Linked DNA regions of Xenopus tropicalis: region 1 is linked to region 2. The links are chromatin contacts, called in public Hi-C maps. All regions are on one chromosome and are shown on one strand. The core of a region is the stretch at or near the end of the contact, and the rest is flanking DNA. Distances in the headings are between cores, read along the strand shown. Region 1 has its middle 12 kb from the start of vangl2. Region 2 overlaps vangl2 (VANGL planar cell polarity protein 2).

Region 1 (7,361 bases), core at 3,560-6,059, 48 kb before region 2:
CTCCATCTTGCCCTACTGTCTCCATCTTGTCATACTGTCTCCATCTTGCTCTGCTGTGTCCATCTTGTCCTACTGTCTCCATCTTGTCATACTGTCTCCATCTTGCTCTGCTGTGTCCATCTTGTCCTACTGTCTCCATCTTGTCATACTGTCTCCATCTTGCTCTGCTGTGTCCATCTTGCCCTACTGTCTCCATCTTGCACTGCTGTGTCCATCTTACCCTACTGTCTCCATCTTGCTCTGCCTCCATTTTGTTCTACTGTGTCCATCTTGTTCTACTGCCTCCATTTTGCTCTACTGCCTCTATCTTGCTCTACTGCCTTCATCTTGCTCTACTGTGTCTATCTTTCCCTACTGTCTCCATCTTGTCCTACTGTCTCCATCTTGCCCTACTGTCTCCATCTTGTCCTACTGTCTCCATCTTGCTCGACTGCCTCCATCTTGCCCTACTGTCTCCATCTTGCCCTACTGTCTCCATCTTGCTTGACTGCCTCCATCTTGCCCTACTGTCTCCATCTTGCACTACTGTCTCCATCTCGCCCTACTGTCTCCATCTTGCACTGCTGTGTCCATCTTACCCTACTGTCTCCATCTTGCTCTACTGTCTCCATTTTGTTCTACTGTGTCCATCTTGTTCTACTGTCTCCATTTTGTTCTATTGCCTCCATCTTGCTTTACTGTGTCTATCTTGCCCTACTGTCTCCATCTTGTCCTACTGTCTCCATCTTGCAGTACTGTCTCCATCTAGCCTTACTGTCTCCATCTTGCCCTACTGTCTCCATCTTGCCCTACTGTCTCCATCTTGTACTACTGTGTCCATCTTGTTCTACTGTCTCCGTTTTGCCCTTCTGTCTCCATCTCGCTCTACTGTCTCCATCTTGTCCTATTGTCTCCATTTTGCTCTAATGTCTCAATCTTGCTCTTCTGCCTCCATCTTGCCCTACTGTCCCCATTTTGCTCTATTGTCTCCATCTTACTCTACTGTCTCTATCTTATTCTACTGTCTCCATCTTGCTCTACCTTCTTCATCTTGTTCTTCCATTTCCATATTGCTATATTTTCTTGGTTGTGGTCTCCATCTTGCCCTATTTTTGTTGCTTTATCTCCATTGTGTCCTGCTGGTTTCCTTTTCCCCAGTTGTCTCCATCTTTTCCTACTGTTTATAAACCACCACACTGCCATGTATAGCATTTACCCAGGCCTGGACTGGCAATCTGTGAGTTCTGGCTAATGCCAGAGGGGCTGCTGTTAGATGCCACTATTTATTGGGCTGGTGGGGGCTGTTTTGGCCTCTGTGTCTTTGAAATGCCCAGACCTGCATTTACCCCTCAATAACAGCCTGCCCCAGCAGTACTTATGCATGTTTTCAGTCACCCACGCTCTCTTCTCCTACACGCCCCATTAAATCCCACAAGCCTGTGGGCTCCCCCTGCCACTGCTATTTCTGACTCCTGTCTGTTCCCTTATTGGATAATGAGTGCTTTTTATACAGTTGGCGGCTGCAGCCATCATTGTCCAAACAGCACATCAAAGGCACAAAGCTCAGTGATCTGCATGTTTGCACAACTAATTACATGCAACATTGCCATAAAGTCACAGATATAACAGCTCACTACAGGTAATAACTCCCTGCGCCCTCTCCATCCTGTGCAGCTCTTTTGTTTCTGTGGGGCCATATTGCTTCTTATACTGAAGAGATCATGCTTAATATAGAACTTTAAAAGATCTTTTTGGTAGCACTAGATAGGTACCTAATGTATTGGGACAGGGACAGGGGAAAGTGTTGGAAGGGTTACTGCCTGCTCTGCTCTCATTTCCCTACAGAAATAGGGGTTGGTAGCACTAGGTAGGTACCTAATGTATAGGGACAGAGACAGGGGAAAGTGTTGGAAGGGTTACTGCCTGCTCTGCTCTCATTTCCCTACAGAAATAGGGGTTGGTAGCACTAGGTAGGTACCTAATATATAGGGGCAGAGACAGGGGAAAGTGTTGGAAGGGTTACTGCCTGCCCTGCTCTCATTTCCCTACAGAAATAGGGGTTGGTAGCACTAGGTAGGTACCTAATATATAGGGGCAGGGACAGGGGAAAGTGTTGGAAGGGTTACTGCCTGCCCTGCTCTCATTTCCCTACAGAAATAGGGGTTGGTAGCACTAGGTAGGTACCTAATATATAGGGGCAGAGACAGGGGAAAGTGTTGGAAGGGTTACTGCCTGCCCTGCTCTCATTTCCCTACAGAAATAGGGGTTGGTAGCACTAGGTAGGTACCTAATATATAGGGGCAGAGACAGGGGAAAGTGTTGGAAGGGTTACTGCCTGCTCTGCTCTCATTTCCCTACAGAAATAGGGGTTGGTAGCACTAGGTAGGTACCTAATATATAGGCACAGAGACAGGGGAAAGTATTTGGAAAGGTTACTTCTCACTGCCTGCTGAGTGACTCCCCAGATTGGGTTTCCCTTTGTTGGTTCCTGTTACTAAATGTTTGATCATGCCCCCATTGAACCATCATGAGAGGTGCTCCTGTACAAGATGGGAAGAGGCTGAAGGTCAATAAGGTCTATAGGGTCTAACTCAATTACTAACAAGTCATTACTGACGCTGAGGCCACAATGTCAAACAAACTGAAGGGAAGAGTGAGTAAAGAAAATGTTAAGATATACAGTATCTCTAAACTGCTGGTTCTGACTCCTGAAACAATATTGCAGACACTATCTGACCTGGAGTGATTACGGCTACATTGTTTCAAGAGTCAGACCCAGAGAACAGAAATGGACAGGCAGACACTGCTTTCAATAGCAATTGCTTTTATGCATAAAGTATATGTCTTAGGGCAGAGTTTAGGAATACAAGGGGGTGGCTAGGAATGCTGCTCTATTGAGAATCAATGATAGTGAAGGGATTGCCCCCTCAGCAGGGCCCCCTGTAGGTGATTTTTCAGGCCATGCAGCACTAACACCTAGCATTATCCTGCTCCAATTAATGAAGCAGGATGGTATTATGGGGAAAATGATGTAACTGTGGGACAGTGTATAATAAAATAGGTCCCATAGCTGGTGGAAGCCCCTCTATCTGACTCCTGAAATGTGCTTTTAGTGAGTCGTTATTAGACCTTTCCCCATGGAGGGAGACCTGATTGTTAAGTCCCTGCATTGCCAGCCCATTGTGTTGTTAAAGTGTCATTAGCGACTCATATAGCAACCAGGGCAGAAAGCTCCAGGGTGGCACCGACACTGGCACAAGGACCTCTACTCTCTGCCAGAATTTGGAGGGGCCCCGAGCTGATTCATTGGCTACAGCAGCTTTCTCAATGAAAAACTGATCACCCCACTGCTCAAATAATGGCGACACAGCTTTTAGCAACCCCCAGCAACCTTCTAATCCCACTCAGGCCCCCATAATACGATGGTATGAGCCCCTGAAATAACATTATATATGTATTGCTCACAGTAGCCTTGTAGTTTCTCCCTTGCTAAAAAGGCAACCGACCCTTCCTTGAAGCTATCCGCTGAATCTGCCAGTACAGCTGCTTAGGGGCGAGTATGCCACAGCTAGTGGGCACCTTGATTTCCTCTAGGGTATTTCAGTTGGATTATTCCTGCTACTCCCAAGGCCCCTGGGCGTCCTGGGAGTTGTATTTCAGTTTCCCTTGAATAAAGCAGAATTCACATTCTAATGCGTAAATCACTTTTATCCAGTACAGGTACTGTTTTATTATTACAGAGAAAAGGGAATCATTTAACTATGAAATAAACCCAATAGGGCTGTTCTGCCCCAATAAGGGGTAATTATATCTTAGTTGGGATCAAGTACAGGTACTGTTTTATTATTACAGAGAAAAGGGAATCATTTAACCATGAAATAAACCCAATAGGACTGTTCTGCCCCCAATAAGGGGTAATTATATCTTAGTTGGGATCAAGTACAGGTACTGTTTTATTATTACAGAGAAAAGGGAATCATTTAACCATTAAATAAACCCAATAGGGCTGTTCTGCCCCCAATAAGGGGTAATTATATCTTAGTTGGGATCAAGTACAGGTACTGTTTTATTATTACAGAGAAAAGGGAATCATTTAACCATGAAATAAACCCAATAGGGCTGTTCTGCCCCAATAAGGGGTAATTATATCTTAGTTGGGATCAAGTACAGGTACTGTTTTATTATTACAGAGAAAAGGGAATCATTTAACCATTAAAATAAACCCAATAGGGCTGTTCTGCCCCAATAAGGGGTAATTATATCTTAGTTGGGATCAAGTACAGGTACTGTTTTATTATTACAGAGAAAAGGGAATCATTTAACCATTAAAATAAACCCAATAGGGCTGTTCTGCCCCCAATAAGGGGTAATTATATCTTAGTTGGGATCAAGTACAGGTACTGTTTTATTATTACAGAGAAAAGGGAATCATTTAACCATTAAATAAACCCAATTGGGCTGTTCTGCCCCCAATAAGGGGTAATTATGTCTTAGTTGGGATCAAGTACAGGTACTGTATTATTTAAAATGGAGTCTATGGGAGATGGCCTTTCCGTAATTCGGAACTTTCTGGATAATGGGTTTCCGGATAAGGGGTCCAATACCTGTACAGGTGCTATTCAATTTACAGGTCTGTCCAGCACTTAAAGCGTTAAGAGACTCTCCCTGCTTCCTGTCAGCCCAGTGCAATTTTGAAATGTGACCAATCAGCAGGCAGGTCAAGCTCCCAGGCAAGCAGGGGATTGGCTGTTGAGGGAATGTCACCTTCCCCCTTTGCTCTGAATAAAAGTGAAAGGGGACAGGAGGGAATGAATGGCACTTGCATTGATGGATGGCTGGGTTTGTATGGGACTCCCCCGCTGGGACATGGAATGGCTTTTTCCATACACTGCTTTCACCTCTTTGTTCATGCAGATTATTATTAACCCTTTCCCTTTCCCTCCTGGAACGTTCCATTCTGCAGCTAAACATCGGGGAAAAGCTCTGCCTTCCTGCTGGGCCCCTGCGTCAGCATATTTTCATTATTGTGCCCTTGACACCCGGTGATGTATGTGGCTCTCAGGCTGTGCACACTTGACGGCATTCAGCTGAATTGGGACAGGAAGAAAGGAAACTGCTATGAGATAAAAAGCCATCTTGTCCTTAAAGGGGAAGTAAGACGATCAAAATGTTACTTATTCCTACATAACTTCTAGATCATCCAGAGGAAGGGAAACAAAATAAGGATGAAAGTGTAGCCTGGCCACTAGGTGGCGCTTTAGATTGCCAGGAAAACCAGGCAATGGTTTTTGTCTCTAGATATTGTCCATAAAAGATAAATCTCTGACAGTAGTCAGTCGTTTTGCAAACAGCACATTAGTCTTGTCATACCGTGCGTGCATCTCCTGCGACCCCTCTGGGCAGCATTGGGAGGGAAGGGCGGAGCTGTAGGGATTCCAACTGGGCACCAAAATGTATTTTTTTCTACATAAGATCATCCCCCTATACCTGTCTGAGAAATGCAGAGCAAATGTGGTTGACGGTCACCATGTCACAACATCCGCATTGGAAACAAGAGTAAGACCAGCTTCCACTATGTATGCTCCTGTCTCACCATAAAGTCAAAAGTGTCATGGCCAATAGTGGCTGCTGTGTCCACTCACCAGTCAAAATCATGGCCTTCAGGGTTGAGTCAGATATTGATCAGGAAGGCTGGAAAATCCTATTGGGTGAAGACTGCATTTGGCTGTAAATGTGGCCCTTTCCCAACAGAAAATCAATGGCTGAGGTGGAGCCAACAATTGGATCAGCCTGGTTTTACCCACCACTTGTATGGAAGCATTGGGCAAGGCTGAGGTGGAGCCAACAATTGGATCAGTCTGGTTTTACCCACCACTTGTATGGAAGCATTGGGCAAAGCTGAGGTGGAGCCAACAATTGGATCAGTCTGGTTTTACCCACCACTTGTATGGAAGCATTGGGCAAAGCTGAGGTGGAGCCAACAATTGGATCAGTCTGGTTTTACCCACCACTTGTATGGAAGCATTGGGCAAAGCTGAGGTGGAGCCAACAATTGGATCAGTCTGGTTTTACCCACCACTTGTATGGAAGCATTGGGCAAAGCTGAGGCGGAGCCAACAATTGGATCAGCCTGGTTTTACCCACCACTTGTATGGAAGCATTGGGCAAAGCTGAGGTGGAGCCAACAATTGGATCAGCCTGGTTTTACCCACCACTTGTATGGAAGCATTGGGCAAAGCTGAGGCGGAGCCAACAATTGGATCAGCCTGGTTTTACCCACCACTTGTATGGAAGCATTGGGCAAAGCTGAGGTGGAGCCAACAATTGGATCAGCCTGGTTTTACCCACCACTTGTATGGAAGCATTGGGCAAAGCTGAGGTGGAGCCAACAATTGGATCAGCCTGGTTTTACCTACCACATGTATGGAAGCATTGGGCAAAGCCCCTGTAAAGGTAGCCATACACGCACCAATATTATAGTATAAAACCTAGTTTTGTATGATATTCGATGCGTGTATGGTGGTTTGACAAGACAATCGATATCACTGGATCGTCGGATATCGGTTGTCTCGTCAATTGGGCGGGACTAAAGATTTAGCCTAAATTATTCAGAATTGAGTTCTAAGTCTGGTAACCGCCCCTCTTCCTTACATTGAAGTGGAGGGCTCACTCTTACAGATGGACAATGCTTAATGTATACGGTGTCATATAGAATTATGGTGGAAGGGCTTATGGAAGTTGTCCTTGGTTGGGGCCCAATGGGTGATCCTCTGGTACTTTGGCAGGCCAGTCCTATGAAACACTCATCTTCTATAAATCCATGAATATCCAGGAGAGAAAATAAAAGTTCACCTTAGATGCCACTCTGATTGGCCTAAAGGCAACACTTATATGTAACAGCAACAGCAAATAATAACTCCCCCAATGCCACTGTCCTATAAGCTCAACCCCTCCATCTGCTGCTAAGGGTCCGCCAAAGGGGTCATCCTGACAGTTTAGGAAAGCCTGCCTTACATATTCAATAAGCTGTCCAAATCTGCTAACCTTCTATCTATTCCCATTCCCTTGTCCTTACACCTTCTCTGATCTGCTCCTATTGTCTTTCCTGTTCTTTCTCTTCTTCTTCCACTTCTTCTCTCTCTTCTTCTCTTGCCTTGCAATTGTTTTCCCTTTCTTTACCCTATTTTCTTTTAGGCATTAGAAGGAAGCAACCCAATGTTTGATGGACCATATATCCATAATAAAACAAAACTTCTCAGGTACCATTCTTTTATTGTGTAGGAGGCCAATGGCTACCTTTTGTACAAAAGACACAGGGCCACCACGTGCAGTGGGCCTTCCAATCTCGGAACCCTGCCCCCCACAGTGCTAGGTCATGTTTC
Region 2 (7,442 bases), core at 2,708-5,207:
ATAGCTGTTTAAATTCCAAACTGGAGAGTCTCTTATTCAAACCACTCACGTGTTGCAAGGGTTTATTTGGACTCTAGCAACCATATAGTGGGTTAAATTCCAAACTGGAGAGTCTCTTATTCAAACCACTCACGTGTTGCTAGGGTTTATTTGGATTCTAACAACCATGTAGCTGTTTAAATTCCAAACTGGAGAGTCTCTTATTAAAACCACTCACGTGTTGCTAGGGTTTATTTGGGCTCTAGCAACCATATAGCGGTTTAAATTCCAAACTGTGGAGTTATATTCAAAAACTACAAATAAAATTGTTTCAGAATAGTACTCTCGACAATTTAATGGTGAGCAGCAATGGGCACCACTATGGCTCCACAAAATGGCACCCTATGGTACCTAGCGTAACACTGTGTTGAGAGTATTAATACTCTCGTATCTCGTATGGTTGAGCGTTTGGGCGCCAGGACCCGCCGGTTATCGCTATGTGTGTGTCGGTAGAGGCACTTTCCATTCATTACGAGGGCTGACAGGGCTGGACGCAGAGGATAGCGAGCCGATTGGTGGGTCAGTATGAAGCGACAGTAACGTCTCTGTGCGCTGAAGGGGTTGAGCCGAGGTAATGAGCTCGCCGGGTGCGTGGGACTCGGAGTCTAGAGTTTCCAGTGTTTTGCTTCCATTTCCAGAGCAAGGAAGTCATTAATAACGATTAGCCTCAAATTGAGCCTCGGCATATCCCTGGCTCCTCGGGAATCCGCTCCCAGCCAATGGGCCCGGGCCGTGCCGTCTGCCAGCGTTAGTGCCAATCTCTGGGCTTTACGGGCAGTTAGCACTCGGCCTCCTGGATTTGCAGCTCTTAAACTATTCAGCATGTGGGTGCCAGATTGTCCACTGATGAGCAATCAGATTGCTTTAGGTTTATATGTGTGGTGGGGCTGTTATTATTGCTACTCCCTGCTGAACATTCCTTCTCTGTATATTTGTATTTATACATATGGGTAGGGGGTGCCATAGTGTTTCCCTTAGACAGTACAGTATGAGGGTACAGCTTATTGTGTGCCCAGAACATTCCTTCTCTGTATATTTGTATTTATACATATGGGAGGGAGGTGCCATAGTGTTTCCCTTAGGCAGTACAGTATGAGGGTACAGCTTATTGTGTGCCCAGAGCATTCCTTCTCTGTATATTTGTATTTATACATATGGGTAGGAGGTGCCATAGTGTTTCCCTTAGACAGTACTGTATGGGGGTACAGCTTATTGTGTGCCCAGAGCATTCCTTCTCTGTATATTTGTATTTATACATATGGGTAGGAGGTGCCATAGTGTTTCCCTTAGACAGTACTGTATGGGGGTACAGCTTATTGTGTGCCCAGAACATGCCTTCTCTGTATATTTGTATTTATACATATGGGTAGGGGGTGCCATAGTGTTTCCCTTAGACAGTACAGTATGAGGGTACAGCTTATTGTGTGCCCAGAACATTCCTTCTCTGTATATTTGTATTTATACATATGGGTAGGGGGTGCCATAGTGTTTCCCTTAGACAGTACAGTATGGGGGTACAGCTTATTGTGTGCCCAGAACATTCCTTCTCTGTATATTTGTATTTATACATATGGGTAGGAGGTGCCATAGTGTTTCCCTTAGACAGTACAGTATGGGGGTACAGCTTATTGTGTGCCCAGAACATTCCTTCTCTGTATATTTGTATTTATACATATGGGTAGGAGGTGCCATAGTGTTTCCCTTAGACAGTACAGTATGGGGGTACAGCTTATTGTGTGCCCAGAACATTCCTTCTCTGTATATTTGTATTAACCCCTGTTGTCTTTTTTGCAGGCCTGACATACATGTGCCCTGAATGGCATCTTTGCTGCGGAACCTCCATGCTGAGCCACACCGGACAACGCACTGCTTTCCATCTTGCAAGTAGCCAATCAGCATAAAGATGTGCTAATCTCATCATCTTCTCCCAACTTCCTGCGTGTTTCATTGGGTGAGTTCCCTGTCCCCATATCACTGCTTCCTATAGAGATCTATGCGAAATGCGTCGCTTTAGGCGCAGGTACCGCTGTGGTAATAACTCTGCGACTGCAGCTTTACCCAGATATACTTATTCTTGCCATTATTATATGGGGCTATAGCTTATTGTGTGCATAGAATGTCACAGGATCAGTTCCCCTTTAAATTACCTTTTGGCACGATGCAATGATAGTCTGAGACAGTTTGCAGTTGGTCTGCTTTTTTTTTTGTGTATCTGGGGGGTGGAAATTCCTTGTTGCTGATGCATTTTAGTTCCGGTACGACGTGTGAGCCAAACCCAAGATCGGGGGGGGGGGGGGGCTCGCTTCTCTTCTCTTGGTCAGGCTCTTCCTATTAGTTGGACATTAAAGGGTGGGGGCAGAGGGGGTAAGGCATTGGCTTCTAAAGCCTACTCACATTTACTTGAAGGCCCCCCCTTCCCCGCTGCTCGACCCCCTTTCTTTAGCCAAGAAAGCTTAGGCCTCTAGCACCCGACGCGTTTCGCTTTGGGAAACTTCTGCCTCTTTCTTTTTTTGTAATGTGGACTTTGAACTGGGAGGAATGGAACAAACTGGTATTTCCAGTTCTCCTCGGTGCCAGAGCGTTGGTTCTACACCGACTCTCCACAATGGAAATCCTATCCGCTTGAGTTGCGCTGCGGCCCTCCGGGGGCCGGTGCTTTGGCTCCTTTGCCGACCGTGTATGAAGTAGGAGGAAACCTGGGGGGCAGACCTTGATATGCATTGGTGTCGGGTATTTTTCTTTCTGGAATTGTCCAGAGGAGAGCGTTAATGGCTTTCTGCTGCAGGCCGAAGTGCATTCTAAGCAGCCGTGCCATCTGCATCTATACAGAAATCTAATTGGGAAGTTAAGGGACTGGTTTAGCGGCCCTGGTCAGCTCTGATTTACAATGCTGGCCCAATAGCTGGCCTAGTCCTGGCTTTCAGGGGTGCCTTGTGGGTAAAATGGTGAATGAATGGGGATGAATCATGGAAAGCGGTTGAATGCTTGCTTGGCCTTTCTGAGCAGTAACGTTTGAGAGAAGTTTGGCCAAGGTGCTGAGGCCCAAGTGCGGGTTTGGACAGGTAAGGGCGAAGACACATGGGGCAATTAATTCAGTCGTGGCGACTAACAGCCCATAGGGGTTAATCTCGTCGCCATGACAATTCACGTTCCCAATTTCGTCCTGCAGGTTAGTCATCGCAACTTTTCGGAAAGTCGCAGCAACTAATCGTCCCATGTGTCTTCGCCCTCAGACTTCAAGCAGGGACCCCGCCCACTTTAGTGATGTAACAGTGCTGACCCCTCCCCCTGCGTCGGCTGATGCTTCCCATGTATGAAAAGTTAATCCGGTCGTTGCGGGCTCAAAAAGTAGATATAAAAGATATCTATTGGGTATATTTCCCCTTTAACCAAAACTTTCCTTACCCCCTTCCAACTTTTTATTTTTTTTTATACTATTTTTGTCTATGAAATACAACTGAAAGTAGTTCCGTTTTATTTTTTATTTTCCTTATTCATTTCAGGATTGAAATAAGATAAAACTTCCCCCCCTTTTCATTGCTAATTAAAAGCTTCTCACAAAGCGGCTCTGTGGCCCCCGGAGGGGTTTGGGGCGTAGCTGCCCTTTGGCGAGTTTTTATTCTTGGAGACGTTTTTATATTCACGCTCCCTGGAGAAATCCGATCCGATCGGCGGAACAAAAGGGAGAGAGGTTACAAAAATGGGACTTTTTTTTTTTCTTTTTTACTTATTTTTTTTTTTTTTTTTGTCTCCCACAAACCCCCCCCCACCCATTTACTGCAACTTTCTCCTCCCAGATTGGACTCCCATTCCCTGGCTGGGGAGAATGCTTGCCGGCCCGAATGCTATCGCCTTGGAAACAAGTGGTCAAAGAAAAGGGGAGGGCGTAGGGGAGAAAGGAGAAGAGGGCCTTTGTGTTGCCATGGTAATAGAGGCAAAAAAAATTCCGGCATTCGGGACAAAAGCCGGGCCTTGACAGCAGCACCCTGACCCTGGCTCTTCCTCGGCTCTTTGGGAAAAGGCAGGAGGGGATTGTCTCTTTATGCTTCAAAATGGCGTTTCCATGGTAACCCGGCCTAAACAAGACACCTCCCCACACACACGCACACCCCACTGCTTTCTCTTTGTGGCATCAAAGCCCATTTCTCTAGGTGTGTGGTGTCGTCAATTTCTCCCCCAAAATGTCAGCATTCTTTTAGATAAAGGGTAACTAACCTTCAGTGGTTTTATCCCATTGTTGTGCCCTGAGACATAGTCCAGCCCTAAACTAATGCTGCTGCCTAATCCGTGGTTTATTTCCCCTTTAATAAGGCCCGTCGGAGTGTAAGGCAAGTGAGTATGGTGTGTGTGTAAACACAGACAGGGCCTGATTGGCTGCCAGGGAGAGTTAACCAAAGAGTTGCCCCGGGGGGGATTGGGAAAGCAGAGATAATAAGTTCTCACCTGTCGGCGTGGGATGTTCCAATAGCAGGGGGGAGGAGGCAAGTTGGGGCACAGAGAGATGGGCCTTACTGTTCCCGTGCCTCTGGCCCAGTTTCCCTGTGGTGCTGTGGGGGGGGGGGGGGGGTACATTCTGGGTTGCCTGCTCCCTGGCCCCTGTTCAACTGCCTTCTCCCTGCTCCTCCACCTCTTCTTCTGCCTTCTTCCCCACACATAATCCTCTGCTTTCTCCTGTCCCCCCTACACTTGGCCTACCTTCTCCTTTCCCCCCCCACTATTGTTGTGGTACCTTCCCCTTCTCCCCCCCCCCCCCCCACTGTCCTTCTTACGTCTCCTTCCCCCCCCCCCATTATTGTTGGGGTGTCTACCTACCCCCACCACTGTTTTACTGAAGTCTTCTTCCCCTCACTATTGTTGTTCTCCCATCTCTTTGCCCCCCCCCCCCCACTATTGTTGATACCTTCTCCCCCCCCCCCCAATTCTTGGGGTACCTTCTTTACCCCTCATTATTGTTGGGGGTACCTTCTCATTTCCCCCCATGTCATTCTTATGTCACATTTCCTCCCACTATTGATGATCTTCCATCTCCTTGCCCCCCGCTATTGATGATCTTCCATCTCCTTGCCCCCCGCTATTGATGATCTTCCATCTCCTTGCCCCCCGCTATTGATGATCTTCCATCTCCTTGCCCCCCGCTATTGATGATCTTCCATCTCCTTGCCCCCCGCTATTGATGATCTTCCGTCTCCTTGCCTCCCCCCATTTTGTTGGTCTTCCTATACTAATATGTATGTGTATGTATAACTTTATTAATAAAGCACCACAAGGGTACGCAGCGCTGTACAATCTTACAATATACACAATTACACACAGGGAGGACAAGTGTTATAATAAATACAATAAATAAATATAAATACACGGAGTAAGTGCCATGTGGTATGAGACACAGTAGGAAGGAGGTCCCTGCCCCGTAGAGCTTATAGTCTAATATTGGGGTACCTTCTCCTTTCTCCCCCCCCTATTGTTGGTCTGCCTTTTCCTTTCCCCCCTGTGGGGTTGGCCAGCCCTTAGGGGGTTAGTTGTATTGGAACCCCTAGCAAGGCATAACAAGGGGGAGTGGTCAAGGCATGATGTGGCCAAAATCCAACATTTTGTCCAGGGTTGCCCCCCCCCACCAACCTTTCCACCCAGCTGAACCCTTACTGTGTTGCCCAACATGGCCGGTGATTCCCTTGTGCCTCCCCTGTGCCTCACTGCTTGTCATTACCCAGAGATCATTCATCTGCTAACGGATCATTCAGCAGCTTCCTATTAGCAGCCAATCGGCACGAGCACTGACAGATTCCCGTATGAACACACCCTGAGTCCATTATCCATTTATTGCTCCAATTATATATATGTAATCACCTAACAATTCCTCAAGTGTGATCAGTAATTAATTATATTGTGTTTGTATTTGCTAATGATCTGCAGAGCCCCCGACTCCCCCCAAGCAATTCCCTTCTCTCCATTCATACTCTCCCTCCTTCCCTCACAGGCCTCGGATTTTCTTATGAGCGGGGACCGGACAGCCAATCAAAATAGAGTCCCTAAAGGTTAAAGTTGACTTTCTGAAGGTGCCTTTTGGCCTGAAGAAACCAGTGCTGAAAGAGGCAGTCGCAGTTTTGGCTTCGACACAGGGGTCGGGGGGACCCAAACCCGCCAACGTGGAACGGCACAAAAGCCGCTACTCTGAAAACATGGACAACGACTCCCAGTACTCGGGTTACTCCTATAAGTCCGGCCACTCCAGGAGTTCCCGAAAGCACAGGTGGGAAAGGTTACGGGGTACCCCTGGAACTATAGCGGGGGGACTGTTACCCCAATGTTTCTATATATCTGTAACCTTGTTATGGGCTAAGGGGGCCCAGCCTGAAGGCCAGTTAGGGGGTGATTTGGGGTGAGTGCTTATTTGTGCCCTGGGTACCCCTGGAACTATAGCGGGGTGACTGTTACCCCAATGTTTCTCTATATCTGTAACCTTGTTATGGGCTAAGGGGGCCCAGCCTGAAGGCCAGTTAGGGGGGGATTTGGGGTGAGTGCTTATTTGTGCCCTGGGTACCCCTGGAACTATAGCAGGGTGACTGTTACCCCAATGTTTCTATATATCTGTAACCTTGTTATGGGCTAAGGGGGCCCAGCCTGAAGGCCAGTTAGGGGGGGATTTGGGGTGAGTGCTTATTTGTGCCCTGGGTACCCCTGGAACTATAGCAGGGTGACTGTTACCCCATTGTATGATTATGATCCCGCCTCCTGCCAGCGGCTCTCCCCATTGGCTGCTGATATAAAGGGGAAACATTCCTATAACAAGACATAACATGACGGCAGTTTGATTCCAGGTTCTTTGGGAAAGAGCAGGCAAGGGAACATTGCTACTTTGTGGCCAGCCAGCCAAATCTAAATAGCCTGTGCCCACTGGTAGGGAGGTTCAGGCAGGGCTGGGGGTTCAGTATGGGGGTCGGTTAGGGGTGTATATCTGTAACCTTGTTATGCGATAAGGGGGGTACTGAACAAAGGTTGAACCTCCATGTTGGGCTTGAACTGAAAAGGCAAATGCTAAGCTGGTGTAATTCTTCATTTTGCAGAGATCGGAGGGAGCGGCACAGATCTAAAAGCCGAGAAGGAAGTCGCGGTGATAAGTCGGTCACAATCCAGGCGCCAGGGGAGCCCTTATTGGATAATGAGTCAACGAGAGGGGAAGACAGGGTACGTTTGGAAATGAGATTGTTTGATCGATTGGTCTCTGATTACTTTATCTAAAAATTGCCTTGGTATTAGGTTGGGTAGGGCAACATAGCCTGTACAGAGAGATACCATAAAACTATGGCACATAGGGATTCCCCTGTACTAAGCACAATTCAGCAGGAACAGCCCCCTAAGTTTGCTCATAGTCTGTACAGAGAGATACCATAAAACTATGGCAC

Evidence for each region. A called contact is a pair of places that touch in the nucleus more often than the background predicts.
Region 1: a contact with region 2 is called in a Hi-C map of neurula embryo, with 3 times the contacts expected there. The contact joins two enhancer-like sites. A contact is called at or near these places in 5 of 5 Hi-C or Micro-C datasets (brain, gastrula embryo, liver and 2 more).

What each region holds. Positions count from the first base shown.
Region 1 is chr8:137,184,584-137,191,944 of UCB_Xtro_10.0, reverse strand. No RefSeq gene overlaps it. Among named protein-coding and RNA genes, the nearest start is that of vangl2, 12 kb to the right of the region's middle. Within about 2 kb of position 4,809, at least 1 of the 11 cell types and tissues checked has an H3K27ac peak or open chromatin away from gene starts, as enhancers often do. A contact at or near this core is called in neurula embryo, where this site is marked.
Region 2 is chr8:137,135,361-137,142,802 of UCB_Xtro_10.0, reverse strand. vangl2 (VANGL planar cell polarity protein 2) reads left to right here. Exons shown (of 9, transcript NM_001032310.1): 2 at 1,834-1,990; 3 at 6,017-6,289; 4 at 7,104-7,224. The coding sequence starts at 6,219. Among named protein-coding and RNA genes, the nearest start is that of vangl2, 37 kb to the left of the region's middle. Within about 2 kb of position 3,957, at least 1 of the 11 cell types and tissues checked has an H3K27ac peak or open chromatin away from gene starts, as enhancers often do. A contact at or near this core is called in neurula embryo, where this site is marked.